2 separate regions of the Hordeum vulgare genome follow, and region 1 is linked to region 2. Evidence: chromatin contacts called from public Hi-C data. All regions are on one chromosome and are shown on one strand. Each heading gives the region's core, a stretch centred on a gene start, on an enhancer-like site or on the middle of the called end of the contact. The rest is flanking DNA. Distances are from core to core; before and after follow the strand shown.

What was found. A called contact is a pair of places that touch in the nucleus more often than the background predicts.
Region 1: a contact with region 2 is called in a Hi-C map of leaf, with 3 times the contacts expected there. The contact joins the promoter of LOC123410250 here to the enhancer-like site in region 2. A contact is called at or near these places in 2 of 6 Hi-C or Micro-C datasets (both in leaf).

Annotation. Positions count from the first base shown.
Region 1 is chr7H:579,751,745-579,758,351 of MorexV3_pseudomolecules_assembly, forward strand. LOC123410250 (histone H3.3) reads left to right here and starts at 1,978. Exons shown (of 2, transcript XM_045103160.1): 1 at 1,978-2,137; 2 at 2,265-2,817. The coding sequence starts at 2,066. The coding sequence ends at 2,603.
Region 2 is chr7H:579,595,088-579,601,877 of MorexV3_pseudomolecules_assembly, forward strand. No RefSeq gene overlaps it. Among protein-coding and RNA genes, the nearest start is that of LOC123412178, 16 kb to the left of the region's middle. Within about 2 kb of position 5,429, at least 3 of the 3 cell types and tissues checked have open chromatin away from gene starts, as enhancers often do. A contact at or near this core is called in leaf, where this site is marked.

The DNA.
Region 1 (6,607 bases), core at 728-3,227, 150 kb after region 2:
GGCACATTGACATTACCCTTCCTATCCACTTCTGGCAACTAGGTCCGACGCCCAGAGGAAATTGTAGATATATTAAAGACATACAGGTTATTAATTGCGAGGGACGCAAAATTTTGACTTGAGATATCTGATATATTTATAGGATAGAGTGCCGTACTATCAAGGGGGCTTTCAAGTGAGTAGCTTGATCATATCGTTCGTTAAGAACTCAAACCATTGCATTCTTGGCATCATCATCTTTCTTGGTTATTGGTTGACTTTTCTCTATGTGGGTTCTTGAGCTTATAGTCATCTTCATGCCAAGCTCGAGTTTATCGAAAACGGAATTCATGTGCATCTTCTTATGTTTTTTCATTGTTTTATTTCTTTTCTACTTTACTTGGACTTCAAAATATAATAAACATATACCTTTCTTTCTTTACGTAAAGTGTATTATTAGAGGTGTTAGGACAAAATTACACGTGGAAATGTGTTGGATAGTGGCAAGTAAATTAGTGAGTCCACACACATCAGAGATACATGCAATTGAGACAAAGATAGTTTCCTTGTTTTGACACAAAAGGAGATACACAGAATTATGAAAGAGATAATTTCTTTTTTTTTTAAGGGATGAAAAGCGAAATACGAGGATTTAGAAAAAATGCACCTTACATTCTGAAATTTTATCAAAAACAGATACACCTTATATAAAGGAACGGAGGGAGTATATTATAAAAATATAATTTACAAATATTTTTGAATTTTCCTAATCACGCATTTGAAAAATGTTAAATGTGTATATAAAACATATATTTCTGATGTATACAAAAAATGTACAATGAGTATGGAATAAGGTAGACATAAAAAAAGTTTATAAACTTATTAATAATTTATTTCGAAAATGTCAAACATGTATAAAAAAAATTCCTGTTGTATGCAGAAAATATATAATGCATATGTAAAACATTAGACATCCAATATATATGCTTTCAAAAAATGTTAATCATCTGTTTCAATAATGTTAAATGTGTACACAAAATATTTTAGATGTATATAAAAAATGTAGAACTTGTATTTAAAATTTAGCAGAAATCCACAAATGTTAAAAAAATTGATCGTGTGCGAAAACCATGTCAATCATATATTTCAAAAACGTCAAAAAATGCATAAACAAATGTTCCCAATGTATACAAAAAAAAGTCACCAAACATATAATCTGGAAAAAATATTAATCATCCATTAAAAATGTACAAAAACATCCTTATGTATAGGAAAAATGTAGAACAAGTAAGGAATTTTTTGAACATAAAAGAGTTAAAACTATGTTTACCATGTATAGAAATATAAATCATACATTTCAAAGAGGACTAAACATATAATAAAAATGTTGCTGATATATTACGAAAATGTGTAATGTGTATGAAAAATAATTCATCAAATATTGTTCAAAAACAATGTAAGTGATATATTTTAGAAATATTAAACATGTACAAAACAATTTTTCTTGTGTATACGTAAACTCTACAAATGTGTACTAAAAATGTAGATTTGTGTTGAAGAAGCAATGATGAAAATCGAAGAAACAAAACAAAGAAACACCTTAGAAAGGAAGGAAAAGAAAGAAGAAAAAAACTGTGAAGAAGCACCTTAGCGAGATATAGTTTTTTTTAGCAGCACTAAGCGAGATATACGTACCGAACAAACCAGGAGCTTTGAAGTTAAAATTAACCTGACCTCGAAAACGGCCGACGACCCGGATACCAGCCCACAATGGAAGAGGTCCACACACGAGGCCGTTGCCTCAAAAAAGAAAACACACACGATGCCGCCACGTCACAGATCCGCACCCCGTCGCCCCTCCACCAACCAGAGCCGAGCATGCGGATCGCGTCCACCCGAGCTCAGCCGTCCGATCCAAGCGCAATGCGAAACTGCCAATCCAGGCTTCCGCTGCCCTCAACACCCCCACCTAAGTCCATAAATTACCCACCAACCACCCACTTCTTCTCCCACTACCCCCTTGGCCGCCGTCGAGTTCGAGTTCAGACCGAAGCCAAGTTTCCAGGTCGACCAGAGGAGGCGAGCCATGGCCCGTACCAAGCAGACCGCCCGCAAGTCCACCGGCGGCAAGGCGCCCCGCAAGCAGCTCGCCACCAAGGTCCGTCTCCGCCTCCTCCCCTCCTCGTTAATTTCTCCGATCTGTTCGGCCTGCCTCCGCTGACGTTTGAAATCGAATCGAATCGAATCGAATCGAATCGAATCGAATCGACTCGACGCGTTTCCAGGCCGCGAGGAAGTCCGCCCCGACCACCGGCGGCGTGAAGAAGCCGCACAGGTACAGGCCCGGCACCGTGGCGCTCCGCGAGATCCGAAAGTACCAGAAGAGCACGGAGCTGCTGATCCGCAAGCTGCCCTTCCAGCGCCTGGTCCGCGAGATCGCGCAGGACTTCAAGACGGACCTCCGCTTCCAGTCCCACGCCGTGCTCGCCCTCCAGGAGGCCGCCGAGGCGTACCTCGTGGGGCTCTTCGAGGACACCAACCTCTGCGCCATCCACGCCAAGCGCGTCACCATCATGCCCAAGGACATCCAGCTCGCCCGCCGCATCCGCGGGGAGCGCGCCTAGGCGGGAGCCAGACCAGTCCGGCCCCAGTCCGCCGCATCCATCTGAGGGCGTGCCGCCGTTCGTTCGCCGGCACCAGTTGATTCGCTTGCCGTTTTAGGTCTTGTTAGGTTTGGTTTGCGGTGATGCAAACAGATGCTTTCTGTGGAATTGTTGGTTAATGTACTGTTGATCGACCATTATCGATGTATGCAATTCTGACGGGACGTACCGTGAAGTTGTTGCCTGCTGTTCTCTGAATCCGATTCTGTTTTCCTGCTCTCTGAATCTCTTGTTGTTTTCTCGGAGAGGCGGATAGAGGTCCTGCGGCTGCGGTGCTGTCTGGCCGACGGATTGTCGTCGGCGTTGGTGGGGAATCTGGATTTTGCACGTTCGTGATGGTGATCTCTGTAACAGGACGAAGATGAGCGATGGGTGGGTGCAGGGCTCTTTCTTAACTAGATGGTTAAAAAGTTTGGTTAGTTAGCGCAAATGTTGTTTGAATCCTCTTTTCATGTCCTGTTCAAGGAATCATCTTGTGATGTCCTGTTCTTTGAATCCTCTTGTGGCTGTCGCGGTGGTGCCGTCAGGCCGATGTGGGGGATTTGGATTTGGGTACGGTCGTGATTGTGATCTCCATAACAGGACTAAGAGCAACTCCAAATCCATGCCTATCCGTTTAGATCGTGGCGCACAGAAAAGTCAGTCAACGCGTCGATTAAGTAGTTACGAGTCTGTCGACCCTTTTTCGTTTTATTTTTAAACATGATTTGTATCGGCCGGACACGAGATGGACACGCGTGGCGCCCGCCTGCTCTTCTAGTCTACGTAGTCGGTGACACATTGGTCATCCTCTCACCCATATCAACGTCGCCACCTTGCGCGCCATCACCGTCGCGCCGCCGTGATTCCCAGGCCAGCCACCTGGTCCAAGGGAGGCGCGCGTCTCTTTGCTGACCAGCTTCTTCGACGTCATCCGTAAGTTGTTCGACAGTTTGACAAGGTACAAAATGGACTCCGTCAGCCAGTTCTTTTCCATATTTTTCTTTACGTCTCCGACGATTCCTCGTCCGATGATGATGAGGAGATCTTGACTGACGTGTTGGTCCATCACCACCTTAATAACCAGCGGCCGTTGTTCCGTGGCTTGATCCTGGGACACCTTCCGGCGTTGAATCATAACCGAGAGAGCGGTCATTTCCTTCTTTGGAAGGACTATTTTGACACAACCAATGCGCTGTTCAAACATCAAAATTCCGGCGACGTTTCCATATGCCAGGCATGTTTTCAACCGTATTAGAGATGGGGTTGTCGAATACAATAACTATTTCGAGTGTAAAGAGAACGCCTTTAAAAAGATTGGCTTCTCATCTTATCATAAATGCATTGCAGCCATTCGGATGCTAATATACGAAATGCCCGGTGATCTCATTGATGAGTACGTCCGCATGAGAGAGTCTACATGTCTAGAGTCCATGTACAGATTTTGCAAGACTGTGATTGCTGTGTTTGTTCCTGAGTACTTAAAAGAGCCGGCTCCTCAAGATACATGCCGCTTGTTTGCGATGAATGACAGCAGGGGCTCCCCAGGGATGCTTGACAATATAGAGTACATGCACTGGGAGTGGAACAACTGCCTTACAGCTTGGCAAAGGCACTATAAGGTGTTAGAAATATGCCCTAGAGGCAATAATAAATTAGTTATTATTATATTTTCTTGTTCATGATAACTGTTTATTATCCATGCTAGAATTGTATTGATTGGAAACTCAAATACATGTGTGGGTACATACACAACATTGTGTCCCTAATGAGCCTCTAATGGACTAGCTCGTTGATCAAAGATGGTCAAGGTTTCCTGGCCATAGACATGAGTTGTTATTTGATAACAGGATCACATCATTAGGAGAATGATATGATGGACAAGACCCAAACTATGAACGTAGCATATGATCGTGTGAGTTTATTACTACTGTTTTCTGCATGTCAAGTATCTGTTTCTATACCCATGAGATCATGCAACTCACTGACACCGGAGGAGTGCATTGTGTGTATCAAACGGTTCCTATAACCATGAGATCATGCAACTCACTGACATCAGAGGAGCGCATTGTGTGTATCAAACGTCGCAATGTAACTCGATGACTATAAATGTGCTCTACAGGTATCTCCGAGGTGTTTGTTGAGTTGGCATGGATCAAGACTGGGATTTGTCACTTCGTGTGACAGAGAGGTATCTCAGGGCCCACTCGGTAATATAACATCACAACAAGCTTGCAATCAATTTGACTAAAGTGTTAGTCATGGGATCTTGTATTACGTAACGAGTAAAGAGACTTGTCGGTCATGAGATTGAACTAGGTATAGAGATACCGACGATCGAATCTCAGGCAAGTAACATATCGATGGACAAAGGGAACAGTATACCAGATTGATTGAATCCTTGACATCATGGTTCGACCGATAAAGATATTGGCAGAATATGTAGGAGCCAATATGGGCATCCAGGTCCCGCTATAGGTTATTAACCGAAGAGTGTCTTGGTCATATCTGCATAGTTCTCGAACCTGAGGGTCTGCACACTTAAGGTTCGATGACGATTTAGTATTAATGAGTTATGTATGGTGGTAACTGAAAGTTGTTAGGAGTCCCAGATGAGATCTTAGATGTCACTAGGAGCTCCGGAATAGTGCGGAGGTAAAGATTGATATATGGAAAGTTGGTATTCGGATTCCAGAAAAGTTCCAGCACTTACCGGTTTTGTGATGAAGGTTTCGTAAGTGTTCCGGAGGTCCACCTGCCCCTGGTGGGCTGGGCACCCCTCCCACCTAAAGGCCCATGCGGCCAAAGGGCTAGGGGTAGCCCAAGTGGGGCGCCACATCTTGCCTTGGGTGGCAAGGCACCTCACCCTTGGCCACCGCCCCTCCTAGGGGAAACCCTAGGCCGGCCACCTCTCCACCCTCCCCCTATATATATGAGAGGAGAGGGAGGGCTGCAACACACAAGCCATGCCGCAGCCTCTCCCTCTCCCTCTAAATCAGCCTTTCCTCTAGTTCGTCATGGTAGTGCTTGGCGAAGCCTTGCCGGGACAGCTCCATCACCATCGCTGCCACGTCGTCGTGATGCGAGAGAACTCATCTACCTCTCCGCCCTCACTTGCTAGATCAAGGAGGCGGAGACGTCATCGAGCTGTACGTGTGCTGAACGTGGAGACGCCGTCCGTTCGGCGCTAGATCGGGATATCGTGATGGGATCGCGGGACGGATCCTAATCGGATCGCGAAGACGTTTGACTACATCAACCGCGTTATATACACTTCCGCTAAGCGATCTATAAGGGTATGTATATACAGTCTCTCCTCTCGTAGATGTGCATCTCCTAGATTGATCTTGGTGAGCGTAGGAATTTTTTTGTTTCTCATGCAACGTTCCCCAACATAAGGGCCATGCCACGGCTTCCACTACTGTCATACTTGAGGCCGTGGACTCACAAGATCTTTGGATGTGACACTCTTTTTTGGCATGGCCGGATCACATAATGATATCAATATGCTTCAACGCTCATCGATGTTTGCAAGGCTTGCGGAAGGCAACAACCCACCGGTGAATGTTACCATCAACAACCACAACTACGACAAAGGATACTAATTGGGTGACGGTACCTATCCTAAGTGGACCACTATTGTAAAGACAATCTCCGACCCTATTTGAGAGAAGAGGAAAATATTTGCCCAAGAGGAAGAGATTGCTAGGAAGGACATCGAGCGTGCCTTTGGTGTTTTGCAATCTCGATGGGGCATCATTCGTTACCCTACTAGGACTTGGAGCACCAAGAAGTTGTGGAAGGTGATGACAACTTGTATGATTGTGCACAATATGATAGTAGAAGATGAGCCTGTGGAACGTATCTACGATCAAGGGTTTCGGTTTCAGGGTGAGAATGTTGTGCCTGAGCATGAAGGAGCGTCAACGTTTGAATAGTTCATCCAATTTCATTATGAAATGTGTGATTGGGAAACTCACATGTAG
Region 2 (6,790 bases), core at 4,179-6,678:
TCTCATGTTTTTGACAAAAAAATGTGTCTTCTTTTTCTATGGCATCTACACAGTTAAGATGCACACACAGAAAACACGTCGACAAAAAAAAGTCTTACAAGATCAAAGCTATGCCTAAACAAGAAAAAAAGTCAAAGCAGATACAAAAAAAAAAGTGCCGTAGCGTCAGATTTCTTCTTCTACAAACGCCCACTGTCCCTCATTGGTGATGACAGGGAGCACATGATAAGAAGTTCGCAAACTATGTCTAATAGTAGTAGTGCTCTCGTGATTCTTTTAAAAATAGTAATAATGAAATGACTGTCACAGGTCAAACTCAACTAGCAATGCCAGCAGGTGGCAACACGCAGCGCTTCAAAGTAAACTCATATATGCTTACTGAATTTTGATAACAAAATGTAACTGGCGTGATTATGATCACCTTGAGGAGCTATAGCTAGCCAATAGTTTTAGGTATGTAACCCCTCCAAATGTATGCGGTGCACAAGGTACCCAAGATGGCAGTGGTGGGGTGAGTTTGGTTCGCTCTCTAGTTGTTGCTAATCTATCTGTTTAGACAAAACGAAGCCAAAATGACAAACATGTAGGTGCTCCCCCATGGTACGGTCCTGCATGCATGGCATACACATATATTTTGCACAAATTGTCGCATATCTATAAAATTGTCTCCGTCAAGCTATCACCCACATGCTTCTCAAGTATAAGATGTGATTGAGAATTTTACCTATTTTTAATTGTCATATTTTTTATATCAGTCGCTCCCACAATGGCAACGACAGGTTTCCCTTTCTTGCTCGTTGCCCTGGCTGGCCCTGTCACTAGCCGGTCACTGTCGCTACTTCGTTGTCACACAAACAAGCAAGTTGGTAAAGCTGTGACTAGGACACGAGCCCACCCTCATGCACCTCGTGCACCTTTCTTTATGCCTCAATAATTCAATATATATGGAGCAATCGTCCATCTAAAAGTGACGCATACGTACAATCCATCCAATGGCCAACGCGTCATACCATGTTGGGCCCTCGACACTGAAAAAAATGTTTTCAAGCAGGTCAACAAGAGCGACGCTCGAGAACCAATCAGTGGTTGCATGTGTAGGAGGATGGCTGTACCCTATCCGGCAAGGGATCAAATTCTGAGCTGCTCATCCATGTTTTTTTTTCCGGCCTCTGGCGATGGCGGCTGGCCTTGACACGACGGAGCGGCAGAGTAACCAGCAGCGGAGAAGACCGAGGATGCCGTTGCAAAATTTCTGTGGTTGGGATCTTTTATGATGTATGGTAGAGCCAGTTGTATAGCTTATATCCTTTCTGTTTTTTTTTTTTTTGCATCGCTGTATTTTTTTATTTGTACGTTTGCTTCTTAAGGTATCCGTAATGTTTTTCAACTCGTATAAATACAACTAGCAAAATGACCCGTGCGTTGTCACGGAAGAAAAAAAACATAATCTTCAATGATGATGAACACATTATGTTCACATATCATTGCTTGATTTAGAAATTTTGTACACAAATGCAAGAAAATGTTTCTTTTTTTAAATCTATATACAAGTTGAAGCAATCTTTACATTTTCAAAAATCTTGGTAACTCAAAGATTTATTTTGAATTTTAAGATTTTTTTAGAAAACATACAATAATAATCCGATGCATCCAACAGTTAATTCCTTAAAATTCACACAGCTATATTGTCACATAGACTTAGAAGCATCAATGTTTTAACTACATACATTAGATCTTTCGTGAACAATTTTACAAATATGGAAACAATTTTAAAATCGAGAACATTTTTTACAATTTACAAACATTTACTAAAAATGATGAATATTTTTTATATTTCGAACGGTTTTAAATATTTTCTTTTGAATTGGCGACCAATTCAAGAAAAGATGAACAATTTTTTATGTTGGAGGATTTTATTTTAAATTTACAAACATTTTTTGAAACGCATGAAGTTTTCTGAATAAACAAACATTTTTATAAATCAGTAATATATTAATTAAATTCATGGACATTGATTTGGAATTTGCAAAAAAAATATAAAAAGCCAGCGCTTTTTTTGAATCCTATTTTTAATTCAAAATAAAAATTTGTCCGCATTTTAATTCAAAATTCCTATTTTTTAGTATGCAAAAGTATTTGTAATTCTAAATTATTTAAATTATAAATAAACAAAAATGGAACGGAATTTGTTTTTGAAAAAAGAAACTATCAAAACAGGCATTAGCTATTTTTAAAATATTAGGACATTTTTAAAATGCATTAACATATTTTAAATTAGAAATAATTTTGTTAAATGCCTTTAATAATTTTAATACATGGAATTGTATTTGAGATTATGGATTTTTCTTATTGTAAAAATATTTTTTCTAAAATTGCAAACATTTTATTGTATATGCGAGCATTTTTTACAAAATCCGAGCAGTTTTTGAAGTCACAAACATTTTAATTTTTGAAATGTGTTGATTTATAATTTTCAGTTTATTAAAATTTTAAAGATTATTTGAAGTTCTAAATTATTTAAAATAAAAAATAAAAAGGAACTGAAAATAAACAAATAAATGGAACTAAAAGCAGGGTATGTGCATGGGCCGGCCCATACGGTGTGTTGGATATTCTCCCAACATGCAGAGCGTAATATAGGACGTTTTTACATGGGCCGGCCCAGTCCAAGATTTTTTGCTTTATGAAACGTTTTCTATTACTTACCGGTGGCATGGTGGGTAATTTGTGCAAACTTTAGGGGTAATTTTCAAAACGGACGACCAGAAACCGTATTTGCTTTATTATTAGGAAGAGACTAACATATTCCTACGGACGTACGGTTTAAAAAAATCCTACATCATGTTCCGTACATTTCTATGGTGGTAAAACAATCTTAAATTAAACCATGGCAAAGTGTTTAGTAATTTGTTAACCTTATGTTCAGAAGAAAAATATCGTTTACACCTGTCATATTTGAAAAACATTTTAAATTTACCGACTGATTTCATTAGCGCGGAAACCGGATCACCCGCGCGACACGTGTCTCCTGCGTGCGAGCTAATCCATCGCTTCTCCACTTATTCTCCTCGTCGTTCTTTTCCTCTCCACCATGGTCAGCCTCCAAGCTCTGTCTGCTGCTGCTCAAGGTCCTCCTGTTCAAGTCCTGTCCGTCATGGCATGCCCAAGCTTCACTTGCTGCTGCTCAAGGTCCTCCCGTCCAAGCCCTGTCCGCCATGGCATGCCCCCTGCTGCTGCTCATGCACCCGGTGGTGCTGTAGTGGAGCTTCACCGACGGTTGCTATGGAGCATCACCGGCGGCGCCAAGATCTATGATGCAGCACCCCGAGCTGCAATGAAGTTTCACCGATGGCTGCAATGGAGTTTCACCAGGGGCGTCAATAGTTGTGATGCAGCGCCCCAAGGCTGCAATGAAGCTTCATCGGGCTGCAATGGAGCTTCACCGGCGGAGCCAAAGAGTTGTGATGCAGTGCCCAAAGCTGCAAGGAAGCTTCATCGGCGACTAATTGAGCTTCACCGGCAATGCCAAGGTGTACGATGCAGCGCCCCGAGCTGCAATGAAGCTTCAATCGCTCTGCAATGGAGCTTCACCACGACGAGCGGTCGTTGCTCGAGTTGACCCGATCCAACGTCTCTCAGGAATGCAAGTAATGGCTGGGGACCCAATTGATTTTCTCGAAAATCAGTCGGTTGATCCGTAGCAGCCGCCGTCATAGTTTCAACTCACCTGAGTTATAACTAGAAGCTGAATCTCTTGTTCTCTACTACCTTTTTTTGCGAGATGTTCTCTACTACCTTTCCAAAGGGTTGTCGTCCTAGTTTTTTTAAGGCGCCCATCTATTCAACAGATTGTAAACTTCTGTGTATAGGCATGAGGGAATTTGAAAGTCCCGGAGTACCCTGCAATCCTGCTTAGTTCAACTAAATGAACTGAAGTTTCAGTACTTTTACAAAATTAACTCATTTGGTTGAACTAAAGTGGGGTGAAGTGCACCTTGACTGCTCCAAATTTGCACCCATATATGTATACGTTGATCGTAGTACTGAACTGTCGTGTAGTTAAACGGTTCAAACGAATAAATGATTTCTCCAAATCCAAATATGTAGAAGTTTAATGGTTGTTCGCTTTCCCCACAAACAGCAACAAATATATCAATGCAAAGTTGCACGCGCACATAGTTCGGTACTCCCCCGTCTCAGTTTACAAGACATGCATGCGTGTAGTTTTAGATTAACAATCTAACTAACTAAATATGTATCATATGTAATAAAAAAATATGTTTAGAAATTATATCAGTTTAAGAAACTAACGGTATAATTCTTGTAACATATAATGCATATTTACTTCGTAAAAAAACATATAATGCAGGTTTAGTTAGTCAAATCAATGACATAAAACTATCTGCATGCCCCGTAAACAATGGGTCCATAGTGGTGCAGGGATGCTTTGCCCTCTGGTAATCAATTTAGAATAAGTGTCATGATTTTGAACTAACATTAGTTTAACTATGATTCAAAACTGCGACATTTATTATGGATCGGAGGGAGTAATAAATAATGACGTGTAAACTCCAACGTATAGAAAATGTGCTAGAAAGGTAAGGTCACGTCACCGGGTGGTTCTTGTCGTCGACGACGAGGCCGTGTTGTGAGCACCAGACGAGCGCCTCCTCCACGAGCTCATCCACCAGCCCCGGCGGCACCGCCAGCTGCCCAAACCGCCTCCCGTCGCCACCCTCCGGCGTAGCCACAACAGGGGCCGCCGTCCCAACGACGCCGCACCGCACGGGATACAAGGACGACGTCCTAGACGTTGGTGTTGCTGCCACCATGGAGCGCGGGGAACACGACCATCAAAGAGCCGCTCATGCTGGCACCGCCGCCGCGAGATACATACGCACTAGTGAAGGCGTTGGCGGTAGCCATGGTCGATAGTCGGCCGTCCTCGACGTTTCTGACTAAACCGGCGGAGTTCCTTCAATGGAGTGAAGAGTGAGTGGAAGCAGCTCAGAGAGGAAAGAGTGGGGAGATGGGATGGGAGAAGGGGCATATGAGGAGGCTCATAAGGCTGGCCATAGTGGGGGTAACTTAGATGATATCATGTACTTAGGAATAGTAAACATACTTATGTGGCAGGGAATTAAAGAAGAGAAAGAGAGTTAGAGTAACATAAGTAGATACAGTATCATATTAAATGTTATGCTACTTTGTATCATGCATGATAATAAATATAATCTTACATGATACTAGTTTATGATACTATGCATTATAAAAATAGTATCATATACTTGTACTCCAGAAATACTCTCGAAATATAGTCTTACATGAACCCGTGGCCCATTGCATATAGAAGATAGAACTCATGTCTTCTGATAGAGAAGGGGCTGTGGGTGTGCACCTAACGTAGGGTCAAGTTCGCTGGCAATACGAGCATGCAATGCATGCATGCATGGCTCGCTCTCACGGCCGGTGGGTAGGGAGTCGGCGTCAGTACCGCTCGTGACGATCGCGGATCGCCCCAGATCCATTTCTCTCGCGTCTCGCCCCCCTTTTGGCTCATTGCAGTTGATTGCAGTTGATAGAGTATCCCCTCCAAACGTGCCCAGCGCTCGTTGAGATCTTCTCTATCAGAAGTGGTGTGGGATCTGATTGAATTCGCCTTTGCCGTGGCTCCTCGTCGTCGGTAGGTGAGTATTCTCTACTTGTGCATCCCCTTTTCTTTTCCTTTTTTGGACATCGATATTTGCCAAACGGATTTACTAATCCTCATCTAGATGAGAATTAACAAAGTCTTATCTAATCTCACACATCATTTGTGTAATCAAATAAAGTATAAAAAATAAAAAGAAACTGCACGAATCTTCACGAAAATCAAGTGGCATATGAGTTAGATGGAGTATTTAACCAAAAACTACCACAATTCACGCCAACGTGTCTAGGAACTACCACAATTCGTTTTTTATGAAAAACTACAGCTTTCAACCTAATCGGTGGCAAAAAACTATCAAAAATTTTAACTGCCCGTTTTATCTGTTTTAACAGTTTTCCTGACTTCCTGGGCCCGCATGTCAGGTTGACCATTAACTTTGACCGTTGTTACAGATAGGACCCACACGTCAGACCTCTTCTTCCATCTCTCTCCACCCTCATGTGCATTACATCGAACATGTTATGTGCGTCTCGTCGCAGAGCACGGAGAGCTCGAAGGCCGGCGTGCCGCCGCGCCGCCGGGCTCGCCTCGCCTGCAGCGTCGAGCTGCCGAAGGCGCCCGGTCGTCGGCCTGGAGGTAAGAAGAGAGAACCAAGCTGGGGTCTTCAAGGACGGAGACGATTAGCTTCCCGAGCTGGAGCTTTCCCCCGGCCCCGCCCCGTGCGCCGGTGCGGGTGCCCCTGCGCCCTCTTCGGCGCGGCCACAAATGCGTTGGACGACGTCGGGTCGCCACCATGCCGGGTCGCCGTTCTTTTTCCCGGGCTCACCGGCAGCCTCGCGGGCGCGGAGGCGCACCCTTTCGTCCACCTCCCTGTCGAACACCTGGTGCAGCCGCGCTAACAGAAGCGGTGGCGTTCGCTGCGCAGGATCATGACCGCGGAGCTGTTCGCTCCGCACCGGCTCGACACGCTCCATCGCCTCGGGTCGAGAAGGTGCGGGAGGTGACGGTGCACGTGGCCCGTCTGGTGCGCGACGGCGAGGCCGTAGATCTCGGCCGCGTGACGTTCACGACTAGCCTGAACCTGCTGTCACGGACCGTGTTCTCGACGGGCCTCGGTGGTCACGGCGAGGGGGCCGAGCG